4 separate regions of the Mus musculus genome follow, and regions 1, 2 and 3 are each linked to region 4. A link is a contact called in public Hi-C and HiChIP or PLAC-seq data. All regions are on one chromosome and are shown on one strand. Each heading gives the region's core, a stretch centred on a gene start, on an enhancer-like site or on the middle of the called end of the contact. The rest is flanking DNA. Distances are from core to core; before and after follow the strand shown.

Region 1 (4,667 bases), core at 251-2,750, 540 kb before region 4:
ATATCCGGGGATCCATCCCATAACCAGCTTCCAAACCCTGACACCATTGCATACACTAGCAAGATTTTGCTGAAAGGACCCAGATATAGCTGTCTCTTGTGAGACTATACCGGGGCCTAGCAAACACAGAAGTGGATGCTCACAGTCAGCTATTGGATGGATCACAGGGCCCCCAATGGAGGAGCTAGAGAAAGTATCCAAGGAGCTAAAGGGATCTGCAACCCTATAGGTGGAACAACAATATGAACTAACCAGTAACCCCCCCGGAGCTCCTGTCTCTAGCTGCATATGTATCAGGAGATGGCCTAGTCAGCCATCAGTGGAATGAGAGGTCCATTGGTCGTGCAAACTTTATATGCCTCAGTACAGGGGAATGCCAGGGCCAAGAAGTGGGAGTGGGTGGGTGGGGGAGTGGGTAGGGGAGCGTGTGGGGGACTTTTGGGATAGCATTGGAAATGTAAATGAAATAAATACCTAAAAAAAAAAAGAGAGAGAGAGGGAGAGATGACACAGTAATCTGTCAACTCAGCCTCAGTTTTGCCATCTATAAAATGAGGATTTTTTTAGTCAGCATAGCCCAGAGACACTGGAGGTTAGACAGAGCCAATGACTGTCTGCTCAGGCCATCCTGGTATACAACTGGTGGACAAATATTGTCTCTGATAGCAAGTGTTCAGGCTCAGGGAGCCCCCTTGTCCTTACTATAACAAAAAAGGAACTTCCTGTGTAAGGTGGGGTTGAATGAGGGACTGGTCCAGCCAAGGTAATGTGCGGGCGTGTACTAGTACAGGGCTCACACTTTAGCTCCCCCATCAGCCATGCTGACACCCTGAGGACCGAAGGGCCTTCCTGAGCATTCTTCTCTTTATTTATTCTCCAGAAGACAGGCCTTTTTCAGGGCCAGGGCTAAGGAACAGTTATACAGGCCTTGGTGACAGACACTAAGTCAAAATCCATCCCCCCCACCCCCGTGGTATGTGTGCGTGTCGGTCTCTGTCTCCCACTCTGTGTCTCTGTCTCTCTATCTGTTCTCTCTGTCTCTGTGTTTCTCTCTGTGTGTCTGTCTACCTCTGTCCCTCTGACTCTCTGTCTCTCTCTGTCTCTCCCTCTCTCTGTCTCTGTCTGTCTCTCTCTGTCTCTCTCTCTCTCTCTCACACACACACACACACAGAGAGAGAGAGAGAGAGAGCGAGAGAGAGAGAGAGAGAGAGAGAGAGAGAGAGAGAGAGAGAGAGAGAGAGAGAGAGAAACAACCACCTTTGGAAGATTTCACAAATTCCTGCAGACAAGATTATCTGCTAAAAGTACCCATTCTCCATGTGTACGCAAGGACAGAGTGCGGCCAGGATCAGTGCCCCAGATCCAGTCTGCCCTGCTCGCCAGCCTGGGACACACCATGGCAGGCAGCCACCACTTTCTCCTCTCCCCTCCCTCCACTGGCTCCCTGGCCCCTGCCCAACACCATTCTACTTTCCGGAAGGCTCCCTTGACCCCTGGGTCCTTCAGCCACAACAGAGGTGGCGCCGGCTGGAATCCAGGCGTGAAATTATGAAAGAATGGGGCCTCCACAGGCTGCGGGCGCGCTCTGGCCTCAGATGCGAAATTGCCATCTTTCCCTCCCCCCTTTCGCACCGGCCTGTCGCATGCGGGGCGGAAAAGATTGTATTTATCACCTGTCAGGATCTGCCAGAACTGAGTTACGTGAGGCAGGACAGCATAAAATTATCATACACAAGCATGAAATTACAAAATCGCTCGGAACTGAACAACAAAATTATTTCATTTCGGAGGGAGGCCATTCCATTTTTTAGCCGTGACACCTTCACTGCCAAACTTTGAATTGAAATTGAGTGTGCGGGCCGCGGGATAGAGACGGCTATAACCAGAAGAAGCGTGTAAACCGGCCATGCAGACACGCTACACGGATGGCCCCGGAGCCTTCCTCGGAGCCACGCAGCTAAGCAAGTGTCACACGTCCCAGTCACTCAGCTTGCCGTCCATGACCGAGAACAACTCGAGTCGATGTAGAGACCAGGCGGACTATCAGGCATCCCTGGGAGAGACGGAGACGGAGGGGACGCCTGTGCTCCGCGAAGCGAAGCCCTGTGGACCACACAGCGGAAGGCACTTTGGCTGTGCGCTCATGGGGGTGGGACTTCGAACACCAGCGCCAGGATTCCTTAGTTGTGTGATTGAAATCTGCTGTCTGAACTTTTCCGAGCCTGCCTTCTCAACAGTCGGTTCATGAAATTGTGTGAACGGGACTCTCAGAGAGTCTGATGTGTAGGCAGGCTGAGGTGAAGGGCACTTGCTTTCTTTCTCCTTAAAGGTTTTGAGACCTCTCGTTTTGAGACAAAGTGTTGCTACATAGTCTTGCCTGGCCCAGAACTTGCCCCCATTTCTGCTTCCCAGGTGTCAGGGCTGCAAGTGTGAGCCACAGTGGCAGCTTGTGTGCCATTTTACACTCTGCAGTGAAAGCATTTGCCCACAGGCTCTCCTAAGCTTCGGCAGAAAGTCCAGGGCGGGACCAACAAGCGAAGGAGGGTACACTCGGAGAAGGTTCCCAGACTTTCCGCTCTGCCTTGGCCACACAAGTCCTTGGCTACCTGTTGTCAAAGTTCTCCCAACTGCAGGCAGCGCCTGAACCTACACTCTGTTATTCTGCAGAGGAGGAGAGGCAAGAGGTGGTCCTGAGTCAAGTCCTTCAGGCTCCAGAACAGCAGGCTGCTGCTGATCCTTCAAAGTGTGAGGCCAGAGGGTGATCTCAAAAGACTCACCTCCGTGGACGCCCTGAAAAACATGTAAAGTCTTTGTGGGACTCAGGGCAATCCCTTGAGTGTGGCTATCCTGTCAATTGTGACACACACATCTAGGGTTCCAAGCAGTACCACTTGAGGGTCAGTATTGCCCCATGAATCTAAGAACTAGCCCAGGACAGAGAGGCTATTTATGACATTAATTTTATCCTTCTGAAACAAAGCATATATTTTGCCTAAATACACAGATAATTCTTAAAAGTCGATCTAATTCCCAGACTGTAATGCTAAGGTGGGATGAGATGAAGATAGTTTATATAAAATGAAATCTACCTAATATGCAGATTATTGAGACTGAGGTGAGCTTGAGGCACTGGGAAAGCAAGTGTGGCTGGTGCCTGCTTCTCAGGGTGAGTGGGGATTGTAGGCACATAAGACTGCTAACATTTTGTCCTATAAGTGTGCTGGCTGCAGATCTCACTCCCTCATCAGCTTCGGGGCCGGTGCCTGGATTGTTCAATAATGGAGTTTTGGATAAAACAAAGTCCTACTGTTTGCTGCAAGTTACTCTGCCACTACAGTCCACTAAAGTCTCTGTATTGGAGTCTGTGTAGGCAAGACTTTGTGTGTAAGGTAGATTTAAAGTCCAGGCTCAGAAGTGTGGGTGGGATTGTCACTGGTGTGACCCTACCATGGGGAACTTCACACTTCCAAGAACTCCTCCTAAGCCATCCTTGGTGTGAGACTATTCCTGTGTCCAGGGTTCCTGGTGTCACTCTCTCCACTGATGGCAGAACTGTCATCTGGTGCCATTGTGGAGGTCAGATGGGTCTTTGGTATGTTCTGTGCATCTCAGCTCACTACATATATATGCCACTAGATCTCTGCCCTTAGGAATGATGACTGAAAATTCACCTTGCAAAGAGAGGTGCATTTTCAGTCAGACTCTTACTGAGAGACAGTCTCGTCTCCAGGATTTGTCCAGAGGACCCTGGGTTTTCATCACCAGGACCAGAAATCCAGCACCAGCCTGCAGCTGCTGTGGGTGTGTGGATGCAGCAAGTCTTTTGTCATCTTGAGAAGTTCCACTGCCCAGTCTCCAACATGGGGATCCCTCTCACTGCCTCTGTGCCCCACACGTTATCCTGGTGCCAACCTGGTCCTTGCTTACTGTGAAGTTTCCCCTTCGGCTTCAACCCCTGGTTGCCAACTTCACTTCTTCCAGATCCACTCTCCACCTCCTGACACCTATTTAGACATTGGATCCTGTCCAGGAAGCCCCCTGTTCACACGATAGCAAGGAAAGAGTGTTCTGTGTTTCCTGGGACCTAAGTGGCAGGTTGGGCCAGCTCTAGAAGGGGTCAGGTGTCCACTCGTGCAGGACCACCCAAGATCCTCTGGCAAGTCTCTTCACTGACAGGACATGTTGTTTGGAAAAAGATTGTGGAAGGACTTCAGAACTTTGGGGCCGAAGAAGACATTGAGTGTGTATTGTTTAACGAGCTATTGTGTGAACTTAGAACGTGATGCACAAAACGTTGTGAATGTCCGGGGTCTTGTGAGGTTTCCGAGAGGTGTTCCCTCCAAGGCGCTTTGAAGTCCCTTTATGTGGTCTATTTCAATTAAAAACCCGAGGTCCATTTCACCTGAAGAACCAGCTATGGGTAAGAAGGTGCCACTAAAAAGAACCCCCTTTGCTTTACGGGGACAATCAATGCTTGAGATCTGGGGCAAGAATCGGCTGTGATTCGAAAGAGATGAGCATCACCGAGAAGCAATCTTCTGGGAAGTGTTTCCTCTGGGTTAGCAGACGGACATCATGACATCATGGTCCAGAGGAGGCCAAGGTTGCATCTCGAGCTGGTTGGGGGTGAACTTGGTGGTGTGTCATAGCCTCCATATGGGAAGGAT
Region 2 (4,239 bases), core at 1,304-3,803, 590 kb before region 4:
ATAAAGATTGGTGTGGCCATGACCGGGCATGGTGGCACACGCCTTTAATTCCAGCACTCAGGAGGCAGAGGCAGGCAGATTTCTGAGTTTGAGGCCAGCCTGGTCTACAAAGTGAGTTCCAGGACAGCCAGGGCTATAAGAGAAACCCTGTCTTGAACCCCCCCCCCCAAAAGATTGGTTTGGCCATGATGGAGGACCCCCAATTTCCTCAAGCTACAGGGAAGTTTCTCTCCATAGTCTGAGAGCAGGTGATGCAAGCTGGCAATATGTTCCCCATGTCTGAACTTGCTCTGAACTGTCTTGTGAACCTGATTGAGTCCTGGGACAGGGTGGGTTGCTTCTCTGGGACTTTTCATTCTCCATAAGGTTTGCTGGGACACTGGGGTAGTCTAGGGGCCAGCTAGTTCAGGCCAGTTCCAGCCAGGAGAGATGGAAGCCTTGTGGAAAAGGCTCATACTTCTCACAAGCAATATGCTACCTCTTCCGACTACATTTCAGTGAGCATGTGTGTCACTGAGTATGACATCATCACGTAGGGCCAACTCCTCCTGTTGCTGCTACCCTCCCTCCACTGCCTCCCCCCTCTCCATTCCAGTCCCTTCTCCCCCATGGATCCCTCCTCTGTTTCCATTCCATGTGTATCCATGCTTAAGTCTGTGAGAACAAATGTGTGATGTCTGTCTTTTTCCACCCATTGCTCCCTCCCCTGACTCTGTGTCCCTCCCTTGAGACCTCTAGCTTTCCCCATAAAGTCTTTCTTTTTTCCCGTGTAGTAGATGTGTGTGTGTGAGTACACAAGTGCACACACACACACACACACACACACACAAACACACACACACACACATATATATATATATATATATATATATATATATATATACACACACACACACAGGCACACACACATATATTTATATACACACCCACAAATGCATATATATATATATATACACACACACACACATATATACACATACACACACACTCACACACAGGCACACACACACATATATTTATACACACAGGCACACACACATATGTATACACACACATATATTTATACACACACACAGAAGCACACACACATATACAAACATATATATACACACACAATGCACACACACACACATATATATTTATATATACACACATATACACATATATATACACATAGAGGCATACATACACACATACACATATATACACACACAGGCACACACACATATATTTATATACACACACAGGCACACACACACACAGAGGCACACACATATATTTATATACACACAGAGGCACACACATATATGCATACACACACATATATGCATACACACACATATATATTTATATACACACACAGAGGCACACACACATATATACATACACACAGGCACACACACACACAGAGGCACACACACACATTAAAATTCGATGTCTCTGCAGCATTTGTCCTTCTGAGCAGGCTTATCCCACTTAACGCAATGATGTCGATTCCCCATGCATTTTCCTGCAAAGGGCACAGTTCCATTCTTTATGCCTGATTTCAGCTCTGCTGTGGGCGTGGCTAATTCTCTAAGGGAAATGAGCTGAGGAGCAGGAGCAGTTAGGCGGGGGTGGGGTGGCCGTGAGGCTGCTTTAGACACATTGACTTTAGGGTACCATGGAACCCCTAAGTGAAGAAATAAAAACCCAGGACTCAGAAAGCAGGGTCTGATGGGAAACACTGAAAACGAAGAGGCCCGGGCCCTGATGCTGCTGTTTCTCCCTAGTCCCCGAACCCTCACTGAACCCCGAGCTTATTGGTACCACACAATTAGGTGCCTAATTGCTCTCTAATTGTTATGTGCCTTAGTCTGTCTTGCTAGACAAATTTGTTAGCTCCTGGAGGGCAGAAGGCTTCTTATCATGACCCCGGGTACCAGGTGGGGGTGGGGTGAGAGTCTGAATGGCAGAGGAGACTACCTGACTGGCTCATCACTCTTGTGGTTGCCTTACCTCAGTTTTCCCCTCCATGTAATGGGAGTCCTCGGCCCTGTGACCTTTCCCCCTGCCCCCCCCCCACCCCTTTCAGGGATTTATTGGTGTTTTCTTTGAGGGCTGAGACCTCTGCATGGGCTCCCTGGACAGGTCAGAAATTAAAACAAACCAAAAGAAACCTAAAATAGTAAGAAGCCGATCATGTATGTGCAGAGGCAGTGGCAGGCGAGTCCAGAGGAACGGGTTTCGTGGTTATACAGACAAACAAATCACTTCCCCAGGAGCTTCTTAGGGGAATTACAGTTCCTGGAAATGAAACACAAACAGATTATTAAGAAAGAGCTCCCCGTTGGGAGAGAAACAGTATTTACAAGAGAAGATGTGCCTAGCTGGACCTCTAATTGCCGTTCATTATCTCATATTGATTTAATTAGCTGCAGTGCTGAGGTCTGAATCGGTTCTGCCCGCAGCAGCAGGGGCTGTGCGCCTTAAGCGCCATTGACCTAGGCCTTCACCTTAGTTCACGCCTCCTCCCCCAAACCTAGGGTCAGCTGGCAGGGTGCTCTGGTGCTGGCTGTGGGCCGGAGGCGACCAGCCATGTCCACAGCCTCCTGAGCCTCTTTGTCTGGAGCGCCTCGGCCGGGTGGTTGTGAAGAGCTAATTATCTGCAGTAATTAGCGTGTGTTCATAATGAGGAATCAGAGTGGCTCGGAGTGCGGGGAGATACCGGCCCAGGCTGACTGCAGACCCGGGTGTGCAGGCAGCCAAAGTAAAGAGAGATGCCTTCCCAGGGTGCTCCCGAGGCCCCTAAGGGTGTCTCTTCTGCAGGATCTCCACCCAGGCGGCATCTGACCGTTCGGCCACGTGTGACCTCTCATCTCTCTCCCTGACCCAGAAACTGAAGCCGAACAGCTGGTTTCAGCTGGGAAAGAGGCGATTAGCGTTCCCTCTAGTGGGCATCTGGGACCAATTGTTGTGAAGATTTGGGGTTTATAATTGCAAGAGATTAATGGGGGAGTAGGCCATCAGGCTTAAGAGGTCGCTAATTGCTCTTTTAACATAATTGTGTCCAGGCAGGAGAGAGGGAGGGAGAGGGAGAGTGGAGTGGCCCATACACTGTGTGCACACCGCGCGTGCGTGCACTGAGCCCCTGGCTTGGCATGTAGACTCACACTGTGAGGACAGTGAGGTGGCTTCTGTGGGGATTCTTGTACTGGGGATACAATAGACAATGAGGTCAACCTGAGTTGCAGGGCAAAATAGAGAATGGGGGTTCTTTCCAACTCGACATCAGGTAAAAACCCTCACAGCATATTGTGCCTTGAGGAGGGGCAGACAGGTTTTATTTTTCATGCAAATTCTTCATTTCTCAGTACCAGGAAGGCATGGAAATTTCCCATCCTGGTCATAGTAGGGGTGTGTGTGTGTGTGTGTGTGTGTGGGAATCAGCGATCAACTAGTAATGTCTGCTTTGGCCGAGGGAGAGACTTATTTGGTGTGGATGACACACATTGACCTCTTTAATAGAAGGTCTATGTCTTTATTTTCTTTAGTATGGAATTAGACTATCAGAGAGGAGACATGATTGGTCTAAGTCCCCTGGGTCTCTTAAGAATGCCACAGTGAGACCTGGGGAAGGGTTTGAGAGTCAAGAAGGGGATGGTTCCCTAGAGACCCTTTCTTCCTGGCTGACCCGTGGGAGGCTCACAGTGACTTGTGCTCAGCTGTTAAAGCAGAGGGGGAAGACGGGTCAGTGAGGAGCCACCCATTCTGCCCTCCACACTCTGGTTGGTCACCATTAATAAAGAAACCAGCTTCTTTGAGCTCTTGCTTAATCAGCTCAGAGGATATCTCTCTGGTGACCACTCACTCCATGTTTTGCACCACCTTCGCCAACCACAAAGATCGACTGACTTGTTTATCTAGGTCCTTATCCCCCAGACATGTATGTATGCAACTCAACATCAGGTAAAAATCCTTGAAGCATAGGGGAGGGGTAGATAGGTCTTATTTTTCATGAAAATTCTGCATTTCTCAGTACCAGGAAGGCAAGGAAATTTCCCATCCTGGTGATGGGGAGGGGGGATATCAGTGATCAACTAGTAATGTCTGCTTTGGCACCTTATCTTGCTTGTCCTCATTGGTCCTTCATCTATTATAATACCCATCTCACTCAACCACAGTTGCTTCTTCAGCCTGGCCATAGCCTCATCTAGTCATTTTTATGCAGTGGTGATCCTGAACCGGGGGGGGGGGGGG
Region 3 (4,213 bases), core at 379-2,878, 520 kb before region 4:
AGGCTTAGCCAATAAACTCTCCTTCCCAGACACTCCTCCCTGCAAAAGATCTGCCCTGAGAAAGTGGGGTACGGCTTTATTCATCACATTCTCTGCCATGACAATAAATGCCTTAAAACCATGGGCTGTCCCCTTTCATCGAAATCTGCCATGGGTAGCAATGGAGCAGGTCTTCGCCTGAAGAGCCATTCTAATCTGCAGAAGCCCTCTCAGCCATGGCCTCCACCAAGCCAAGTTGCCTGTTGAACAATCCAAGGACTCTCCACCCTGCAGGACCCAGCCGGAGCTCTCCCCTCTTTTCCCCTTTGTTTCTGGGCCAGCTCAGACTGGTCCCCAGGAAATCAGACTGCACCCCCCCCCCAGTCCCCAGAGTGGTGTCCAGCAGCTTCTCATAGCCTGACACCTGCCCAGCACCAGTGTGGGGTAAGCACAGTCAAAACTCCCGCATGCCACCTCCTCAAGTGACCTGAGACCTGTGGCGGAGTGGATGCAGGACACACCATAACCTAACCCCCAATCCTCTGTCTGTGCCTATGTATCAAAGAAACTCTATTTAGAAGGATGCAGTTATACTGGATGAAGGCCAACCCTAGGTACCTGGAGGTCATCCACATTGGCAAATGCTTTATCTCCTAATCACGTCTCCCTCTCCAGTCCAGGCAGTAAGGACCTGGATGACCTTTTAGGGGACAATATTAATGCTATCACATCACCTCAAGTACTGGAAACTGTACACAGAATGTCAGCATCAACTTGTGAAATCCCCCTGTCCATCCATCTGTCTGCCCTCTCTCCCCACTCTGTCCCTCTTTCTTTCCCTTAGTCTCTGTGAAGACTCTCCCCAGAGGTCATAGCATAGCAATGGATCTACCACTGAACCCAACCTAAAATCTTTTTCTGCTCCTTTCAGTGAATACATGGTGGTGATATGCATTTGTGGAGAAGCCACCATATTTCCTTGGATGTCTGGGCGACCACTGATCAAGTAAGGAGCATCTTCACTGTGTGTTTTTGTTGGGTGCTGTGATGGTTTGTGTATGCTTGGCCCAGGGAGTGGAATTATTAGGGGATGTGGCCTTGTTGGAGTAGGTGTGGCTTTGTTGGAGTAGGTGTGTCACTGTGGGCATGGGCTTTAATACCCTCATCCTAGCTGCCTGGAAGTGAGTCTTCTCTTAGAGGCCTGCAGATGTAGATGTATAACTCTCAGCTTCTCCTGCACCATGCCTGCCTGGGTGCTGCCATGTTCCAGTCTTGATGATAATGGACTGAACCTCTGAACCTGTAAGCCAGCCCCAATTAAATGTTGTCCTTATAAGAGTTGCCTTGGTCATGGTGTCTGCTCACAGCAGGCAAACCCTAACTAGAGACAGGTGCCTTGGCTTCTCCAGGCTGCTAGTGTCTGGCTCATATCAGAGGTCAGAGGTCAGAGGGAAGAGGGAATAGTTGTTGGATCCCATGCTGTGAGGGACTCCCCCTCCCCTGGGTTTCCATAGAGCATCCCCAGTCTGGGCCTCTTCTGTCCAAGGAAGTGGAATTTTTAAATAGCCAAACTGAAGAAGAGACAGGCTGCCAGCTGACCAGGGGCAGATGGAGGGCTGGCATAGCCTTAGGGGCTGGCAGGGGACATAGCTTCTCTGACAGCTGAGTGATGCTGGGGTGCTAGATTCGATGACAAGGATGTGGGTTGTCCCCTGGAATCCTGTCCTTGTGCAAAACCAAGGCAAATTCCAGAGCACAGAAGATCTGTCCTCTTCCACATCCAGCCTGGTAGAACCTGGCTTTGTTCCCTTACAGCCCAGACCCTGGGGCATTTAACAGACTAACTGGGAGGGGCCAAGGCATGCTTCTGTGCCAGCTGCCCATCCCTCAAAGCTAACACAGCAGCATCCTGATGGTGATGCCAGCCCAGAGGTGCCCAGGCATCAGCCAGCTGGCAGCTTTGTGGACAGCCAATGGAGCGGCCGGCCCATCTGCTCCACACAGCCAGCCCCATGCCTATTGCAGGCAGGCCCATGGCCCATCCCAGTGGCTGAGGTGCCAACCACAAGGTGCTCAGGGCCAGCTGGCTGGTTGGCAAGACTGGCCAACAGACCCATCTGCCTGCTGGCACCAGGCAGGCACACAGGGAACTGTGCCCAGGGTCCTTGGGGTGCCAGCCTGCCTGGTGTTCCAAGGCATCAGGGGTTCTGAGTCCTCTCTTTCTGTTGTCCGTCACCCCTCATGAGTTGGTGCCAGTAAAGATCCGATTCCACAGGAAGTCAAGGTGATAGGAATCATGGAGGGGGAGTGGTACTTACATGGTATGGAGTCAGTACTCCTGCATTGGTACACAGAGTACTGAAAGACAGCCTGTCCATGGTGGAGTCTAGGCCCAGGTTACCTTTCCTGGCCCACCAGGAAAGTATACCTAGTATACCACAGGATAGCCTACAGCCTCAGTCTCCCCATCTGTAGCTGGGTACAGCGATGGTAAGTGAGCCGTGCTCAGGACATGGGGATGGCGGACTCTCGGCACACTACTTGAGAGCATAGGTTAGAGTCTGGGAGCACTAGCCAGCAAAGCCTCTGCTCCAAGTCCACCAGCTAAAGGTCTGTGGAAAAAAAGCCTCAGCTGGAAGGCCTGACTCAAAGTCTCTATCACCCCCCACCCTGTGAGTGAGTCCTGTGGGGATGCAGGGAGGGGTCATTGGGAACAGAAGAAGCAAAAGAGGGCAGAATCTCCTGGGACCTTCAGGTCTTCACATTCAGCCCACTTCATTCCGGGACCCACGCTTGAGGCATGGTTAGGTGATCCACATGTGGTTCTGACTGTATTTATTTTGTGTGCCCACTATGTGGGCAAAGCGCCCCATGTCCCCACATAGGCCGAAGACCCATGGGTAGGAACCCCTGTTGGTTTGGAGCAGACTGTCCTCCTGGCTTCTCTGGAAGACTCTGGTGTCATACAAACCCAGACAGTGTCTCGCACCCTGAGCCCCACGTACCCAGAGCACCATACTCCTGCCTTCGGGAGGTTCGTGAGCTGTGCAGGGACATCCTCTGCGGAGAAGGTTATCAGAGCATCTGTGACTGGGTCAGGAGACATCATGAGACTGAACCTGTGAACATTTTCTGTTAGAGTCATGTCGTCCATGGCTTCAGTAGTTCCTCATGGAGGCCCACCCTAAGCTTATATCAGAGGTAGAAGGCTGACTGGGTGGCCGCTGCCCCTACCACGCTGTGGCTGGACTCTTCAGTGCAACAGCAGCCTTGGGTCAACCATGCTTCTGATTCCCCCGCCAACACCCAAGCTCTCTGTGGGATGTCTTAGGTCTACCTAGGAAAAGCCATCTAATGGAAAGAAACAAGGAAGTACGAAGGGAGGGAAGAAGGAAGAAAGGAAGTGAGGGGAGGGGAAGGAGTAAGGGAGGAAAGGGATGGAGGAAGGAATGGAAGGGAAGAAAGAAAGGGAGGGAGGGGGAAGGACAGAAGGACAGACAGGAAGGAAGGATAAAGAAAGGGATAGGGAAGGGAGGGAGGAAGGAATGGAAGGAAAAAGGGAGGGAGGGAGGAAAGGAGGGGGAGGAAGGAAGGAAGGAGAAAGAGATAGGGGAGGGAGGAAAGGCAGAGAGGAAGGGAGAAAAGGTGGGAGGGGGAAGGGAGGGAGCAAGGGAGGGAAGAAAGGAGGGAGGAAGACAGGCCTTTGTTCATCTGTGGTGTGGACTTCACTCAGCCTCTAGTCAGAACAAGGGTCCATGTGTCTCTGGCCTTTGACCTCCCTAGCAACCCACGCCTCACTCAGAGCTCTCTGCATTTGCACAAGGCGGTGCTGAGAGACAGTGGAACTGGGCTTCCTGTCTGCTATTGGAATTGGCAGAGATTGGTGGTGTTAGAGGTGCTTTAGGAAGCCTTGGATGTCTGAGTGAACTGGGTAGGCTGGGCATCATTGAGAGAATCCCTGGCGGGTGTCAGGTCCTGCGGAGGCAGAACTCCCCTGAGCAGGGGAGGCATCCAACATGGAAGTCAGGGTCTTCCATCCCTTGAGGGAGAGTAAATATCATGACAGATCTGAGGCTTCGTTCAAGGGCCTCCATCCAAACCACCAAACAACACGTGTATTTTCCAGATATTGCCTTCCAAAATAGGATTTTTCAAGTGATAGCTAAGGGCAGAGAGTGATCATTTTCAGTCATAACGTGACACTTTCCCTAGTCAGTGGCATGGTGTATGTTGG
Region 4 (4,442 bases), core at 393-2,892:
TAATGTGGCAGCTGCCCTTCAGAGTCAGAGGGTGAAAACATGTCAAAATGTCCTGAGGGCGGCTCGCTCGGGTAATTGTATTCCAGGGAATCTACGGCTCCTTGGTTCGTCACCCTCCGGGGCTCCAGGCTGTGAGAATCCGAGCCGCTAGAGGCGGACAGGCCGTGAAAAGAGGCAGCCCGGTTAGGGCTCTGGTCCAGAGGCAGGCACGGGGCAGGCACGGCGTGGCCCGAGGTGCCCGAACTATGGAAGTCCGGGAGGTTTCCTGGCCGCTGCGGGCCGAAGCCCTCCGGCCCCTGGCTCTCCGCCATGTGCTCATAACTCTCTGCGAAGGGAGGCTGGCTGCCCAGGCCGCCCGCTGCACCTCCGTAGCCAAGCAGCCGGCCCCCGTGCAGACATGAGGCACCTGGATCCGGACCACCGAAGTTGCCCCCAAAGTGGGGGTGATGCTGGTGCGGGTGATGGCCTCCGGGATGGCTGTGGTGAGGCTGCTGACCGCCGAAGAAGCCATGCACAGGCTGCGCCTGCAGCCCCCCTGCGTGCAGCTCGGAGTGGCTGCGCGCATGAAAGCCGTAGGGCTCCATGTTCAAGCCCAAGATCGGGGGTTCGCCCAGAGCGCTTATTGCAGGGTCCACGGGGCCAGTAGGAGGCCCGGCGTGGAAGGCAGGAGCCTTAAAGTGGGCGTTCATGCTCAGTCCGGCTTCGTTAAAGTTCCCCTCGCCCTGACCAGCGTGCCGGCTGTTGATCTGGGGCTCGAATTGGTCCAGCCCAAACATACTTGGCGGGGGCGGGGGGGGCGGGGGGGGGGCGGGAGGGGATCAATAGGGCATGACAGCCTGCTCCGCCGCGCGCCTCCGGCCAGGTACTCGCCTCAGCCGAGGTTCCGGCGCTCCGGGACGTTCTGCACCGCGGGGCGCAGCGCTCACTGCCGCCCGGCCCAGCGCGCGGGCGCTGGCTAGGAGCTCTCTCCGCTGCTCTTCGGAACCTCGAAATCGACCCAAGCGGGCCTCTCACGTCTTGCGAGGCCGCGGCGCCTCCTGGAGCCTTGTCGGGGGGCCCATGCCCCGGGTCGATGGCACGGTCGCGGGTGGGTATGCGGAGAGGAGACCTGGAGGCCGACGAGCTGAGACAAAAAGTTAGATAGGGGGGAGGGAAGGGGACGGAAGAGCAGAATGATCACCTCTGGAGTCCGCGGCGCGGCGGCTGGGGCCGTAGCGGAGCCCCTTGGTCCTTCCCCTGCCCCGAGTCCCCGCTCCCGGGCCGCACCGGCTCCCGCACCTCCGGTCGGCCGCGGGCGATCGGCGGCGAAAGCCTCAGCGGCTCGGAAGACGGGCTGCTCCGCTCCTCATCGCCGGTGCTGGATTCACAGCAGTAGACGCGGGCGCCGGAGCGGGAACGCAGGCTGCGGGAGACGCGCGGCTCCGCGGCTCCGCGGCTCGGGCTCGATCGCCGGTCGCCGCGCGAGTTCGCGGGAGTCTCGGGCCGCGCGCGGGAGGGGAGGCGTGGGGCCGGCGGTTCCGAAGCTGTGGTTCCCGCCTCCGCACTCCACGGGTCCCCTCGGACCCGGGAATGGGCCGCGCGGGCGAGCAGGGCGCGCGGGGCGGGCGAGGCGCTGCGAGGTCCGGGATTCCGCTCCGCGTCTGCCTCTCGCCGGCGCCGGGAGAAGCAGCAACAAGTTTTGCGTTTCAGCAATCCATTCCAGCCATTACCTCTGCACCAATCAGCGCCGCCCGAGCGGGCTCGGGGGCGGGGCTCGCTCTTAAGGTGGTCCCGGGTCCCGGCTGCGCAGGCCCGGCCACCAACCCGCGCTACTCCGGGTCCGGCGCTACGGCGTTGGGGGTGCGCCCCAGGTGCCCCCGGCTGGGGAGGGCGCGAGCCTAGGACGACGGCGGGAGCCAGGCTTTGTCCGCCCCCTTCCCATTCACGCTGTTCTCAACTCCCCACCCCCAACCGGAGCCAGCGCGACCTGCGGGGTGGGCAGGGGGCGGGGAGGTGGGCGGTGAGCTGTGCGGGGCGCACAGACAATGGGGTAGCCTGGCAGAGTCCCCGGACGCGCCAGGGAAAGTCGCTAAGTGTCGCCTGTGCTGCAGCCCGGGGCAGCGCCCCAGGGAGCCGGCCCTGGCAAGTTCACGAGGTGATCGCCGAGGGGAAACACGAAGTAAGGTTGTCTCTGCGACCAGAGACTGGCTCGCTCCTTCCCTAGTCTCCCACCGTCCGCGGCTTCCGGTTCTCTGCCGCTGGCTCCACCGGGAAGAAGCCACGCACCCTCGGCCGCTTTGTGGAGCCACTTCGGGTGAGCCCGGCGCGGGAGCGACGAGGCGAGACAATGCGAAACCCTGAGGAGAGCGACGCGCAAAGGGCGCACGGGGTGGGGGCGGGGGTGGGGGCGACACCTTGCTGCGGCCACAAGCAGGCAGGCCCAGGCCCTGAAGGGCGCGAAGTTGGCCTCCTTAAAAGATCAATTAAACTGAAGAGGTCAAAGAACGGAATTGGATTGTGATACTAAAATCAATAAGAGTGATTTAATACCTACCCTATTTCATATGGAATATTTATCCCAATAATCTTACTTAAAATTGTTTAGATCTTTCTACTCCTCACGGAGTAGAGGCTGAAATCTATCTTGCAATTAAAAGTTAGAAGTTGGAGGTGATAGGAGGTGGAGGTGTTTATTCTGTGGACGCGCGCGCACCCAAGCGCCAGCATGCGTGTGCGAGTTTTCCTCTCAAAGTGTAAGTAGGGGAGGAGGGGCGGAAAGGCTTTTAATTTTCCTTGTCATGAAATAAAGCGAGACAATTTTGCTGGCAAGCCAGGATTCTTAAAAGAAGAGGGGAAAAGAAAAAAAAAAAACTTTCGTTGAAGTGCCCCCGATATCGCTATTAAATCTAAATAAAATTAAGCACGGTGTATAAAAATGCCTTCCCCCCCCCCACAAAAGAAAGTGTTTATCGCCCAAGTCTGTCTAGCGTTTGCTAAATTACGCATGAAATCTGAAATGAAATAAACGTTATAATAAAACCAACCCGGAGCCCTTTTTATTTAAAAACCTCAGATTAAGCACTCCACTGTCGCGGGCATGAGTTAAAAGTTACCGTGTCATTCGCGGCCGATTCATTACTCCCTGGAGCTTCTGAGGAAAGAAACGTTGGAAAATGGGCTCGATTTAGGAAGGGGGGGCAGGAAGCCCCAAGAGACGTCTCAAGAAATCACACACACACACCCAAGACACACACTCTTTCACACACACAAACCCATCCCCCACACACTCACTCACCCCCACCCCCACCCTCACACACTCGAAATAAAAGCTCTCAGGAAGCTGCAACAAGCTCGGGTTTTTCCTGCAGTCTACAGATTTTTTTTTCTTTTGAAATTAAAAATGAAAATTACCCCCACCAAAAAACGGGGCCCATAAATAAGCATTGGGAAGAAGTATTTGTGCAGGGTGGTGGAGTTTTAAAAGGATTTTTCTGCAGGATCAGGTTGTTGGTCTGTGATTAAATATTGATTTTGTGTAATTAGTTTTCATGCGAACTATCCTCTTGCTGATAGCTTAGAGGTTTCAGAACTAGAAAAGAAATGGAATTGGACATGGAAATTATTACTTAGCAAAGTGACAGGGAAGGAAAGCCAGCGAGAAGACAGAGGCTTTGCCTGTGTAGGCACAAAGGAAAGAGCACCCCGTTAGACACCCCCAACTAACCCTCCAGGCCCAGAGCTGAGGGCCCTTGAACCTCCTGGGCAGAAAGGGGGAAGAGTTCCGGAATAGATGTCAGGAGGAGACCCCAGGTAGCAGAGCTGTGACACCTGGTCATGTGCCTCTGTCCTGCGGACAGTAGCCTTCTAAATAGGTTGAGATGGAATGTCTTGTATTCTGGAGGGGACCGGGAGGTGGTGGGGGGGGGGCCTGTTTGGAGCACTAGGAAGAGATGTTAGGAGCTGGGAAGAAAGACTCACAGGCCTGCTGTCTGGGAAGCACTGGTTTGAGGGTTTGGGGTGTCACTCCATACTCTTTGGTAGAGGGCCCCCACATCTGAAGGGAGGAGGGGGTGGGCATATATTTTCCAGGCTCTTTCCCAGAGTCAGCACTTTGGGGTGTGTGTCTGAAAGAGGGTGGGTAGGGTCCCCTTCCTTAACACTATAAATGGACTACGCTTACATTTGTCCTTGCCCCAGGAGGCTAGCCTACACCTGTGTGTTTCTATATATGGCAGATGCATGCATCTTTGGAGGCCACTGTGGTGTGTGTGTGTGTGTGTGTGTGTGTGTGTGTGTGTGTGTGTGCACTCAAGTGGATGTTGTCTGCTCCCAGCCACCACCTCTCTCTGGGTGTGCAACTACGTATCTCTGTGCAGTTGCCTCTGCCCTTTGGGTGCCCTCACCCCTGCCCTTGTGTGCCTGATGTCCTACTGGCAGGAGGATATGCTCTTCTGCGGGGCCTT

Evidence for each region. A called contact is a pair of places that touch in the nucleus more often than the background predicts. HiChIP or PLAC-seq counts read pairs in DNA pulled down with a chosen protein or histone mark.
Region 1: a contact with region 4 is called in an H3K4me3 HiChIP or PLAC-seq map of craniofacial prominence, with 7 times the contacts expected there. The contact joins the enhancer-like site here to the promoter of Mn1 in region 4. A contact is called at or near these places in 1 of 39 promoter capture datasets (the 3T3-L1 cell line), 2 of 484 Hi-C or Micro-C datasets (cerebral cortex and cortical neurons), 15 of 115 datasets of contacts at active chromatin or transcription factors (the NIH/3T3 cell line, SST interneurons, T-cell acute lymphoblastic leukemia and 11 more) and 1 of 9 other capture datasets (embryonic stem cells).
Region 2: a contact with region 4 is called in an H3K4me3 HiChIP or PLAC-seq map of embryonic forebrain, with 8 times the contacts expected there. The contact joins the enhancer-like site here to the promoter of Mn1 in region 4. A contact is called at or near these places in 6 of 39 promoter capture datasets (the 3T3-L1 cell line, cranial neural crest, hippocampal neurons and 2 more), 1 of 15 datasets of contacts at CTCF or cohesin (pro-B cells), 7 of 484 Hi-C or Micro-C datasets (embryonic stem cells, nephron progenitors, uterus and 1 more), 16 of 115 datasets of contacts at active chromatin or transcription factors (the NIH/3T3 cell line, craniofacial prominence, differentiating embryonic stem cells and 11 more) and 1 of 9 other capture datasets (embryonic stem cells).
Region 3: a Hi-C map of cerebellar granule neurons shows a contact between it and region 4, with 3 times the contacts expected there. The contact joins the enhancer-like site here to the promoter of Mn1 in region 4. A contact is called at or near these places in 7 of 39 promoter capture datasets (the 3T3-L1 cell line, frontonasal cranial neural crest, hippocampal neurons and 2 more), 4 of 484 Hi-C or Micro-C datasets (cerebellar granule neurons, cerebral cortex, cortical neurons and 1 more), 15 of 115 datasets of contacts at active chromatin or transcription factors (SST interneurons, T-cell acute lymphoblastic leukemia, astrocytes and 11 more) and 1 of 9 other capture datasets (embryonic stem cells).

The regions. Positions count from the first base shown.
Region 1 is chr5:111,955,269-111,959,935 of GRCm38.p6, reverse strand. No RefSeq gene overlaps it. Among named protein-coding and RNA genes, the nearest start is that of Gm36794, 11 kb to the right of the region's middle. Within about 2 kb of position 1,500, at least 9 of the 459 cell types and tissues checked have an H3K27ac peak or open chromatin away from gene starts, as enhancers often do. A contact at or near this core is called in cortical neurons, where this site is marked.
Region 2 is chr5:112,000,670-112,004,908 of GRCm38.p6, reverse strand. No RefSeq gene overlaps it. Among named protein-coding and RNA genes, the nearest start is that of Gm36794, 56 kb to the right of the region's middle. Within about 2 kb of position 2,553, at least 46 of the 459 cell types and tissues checked have an H3K27ac peak or open chromatin away from gene starts, as enhancers often do. A contact at or near this core is called in embryonic basal ganglia and embryonic forebrain, where this site is marked.
Region 3 is chr5:111,933,331-111,937,543 of GRCm38.p6, reverse strand. Gm36794 (a long non-coding RNA gene) reads left to right here. Exons shown (of 5, transcript XR_880587.2): 3 at 911-985. Among named protein-coding and RNA genes, the nearest start is that of Gm42156, 9.0 kb to the left of the region's middle. Within about 2 kb of position 1,628, at least 22 of the 459 cell types and tissues checked have an H3K27ac peak or open chromatin away from gene starts, as enhancers often do. A contact at or near this core is called in cerebellar granule neurons and cerebral cortex, where this site is marked.
Region 4 is chr5:111,414,500-111,418,941 of GRCm38.p6, reverse strand. It overlaps Mn1 (meningioma 1), which reads right to left and starts at 1,642. Exons shown (of 3, transcript NM_001081235.2): 1 at 1,279-1,642; 2 at 1-1,123. The coding sequence starts at 776.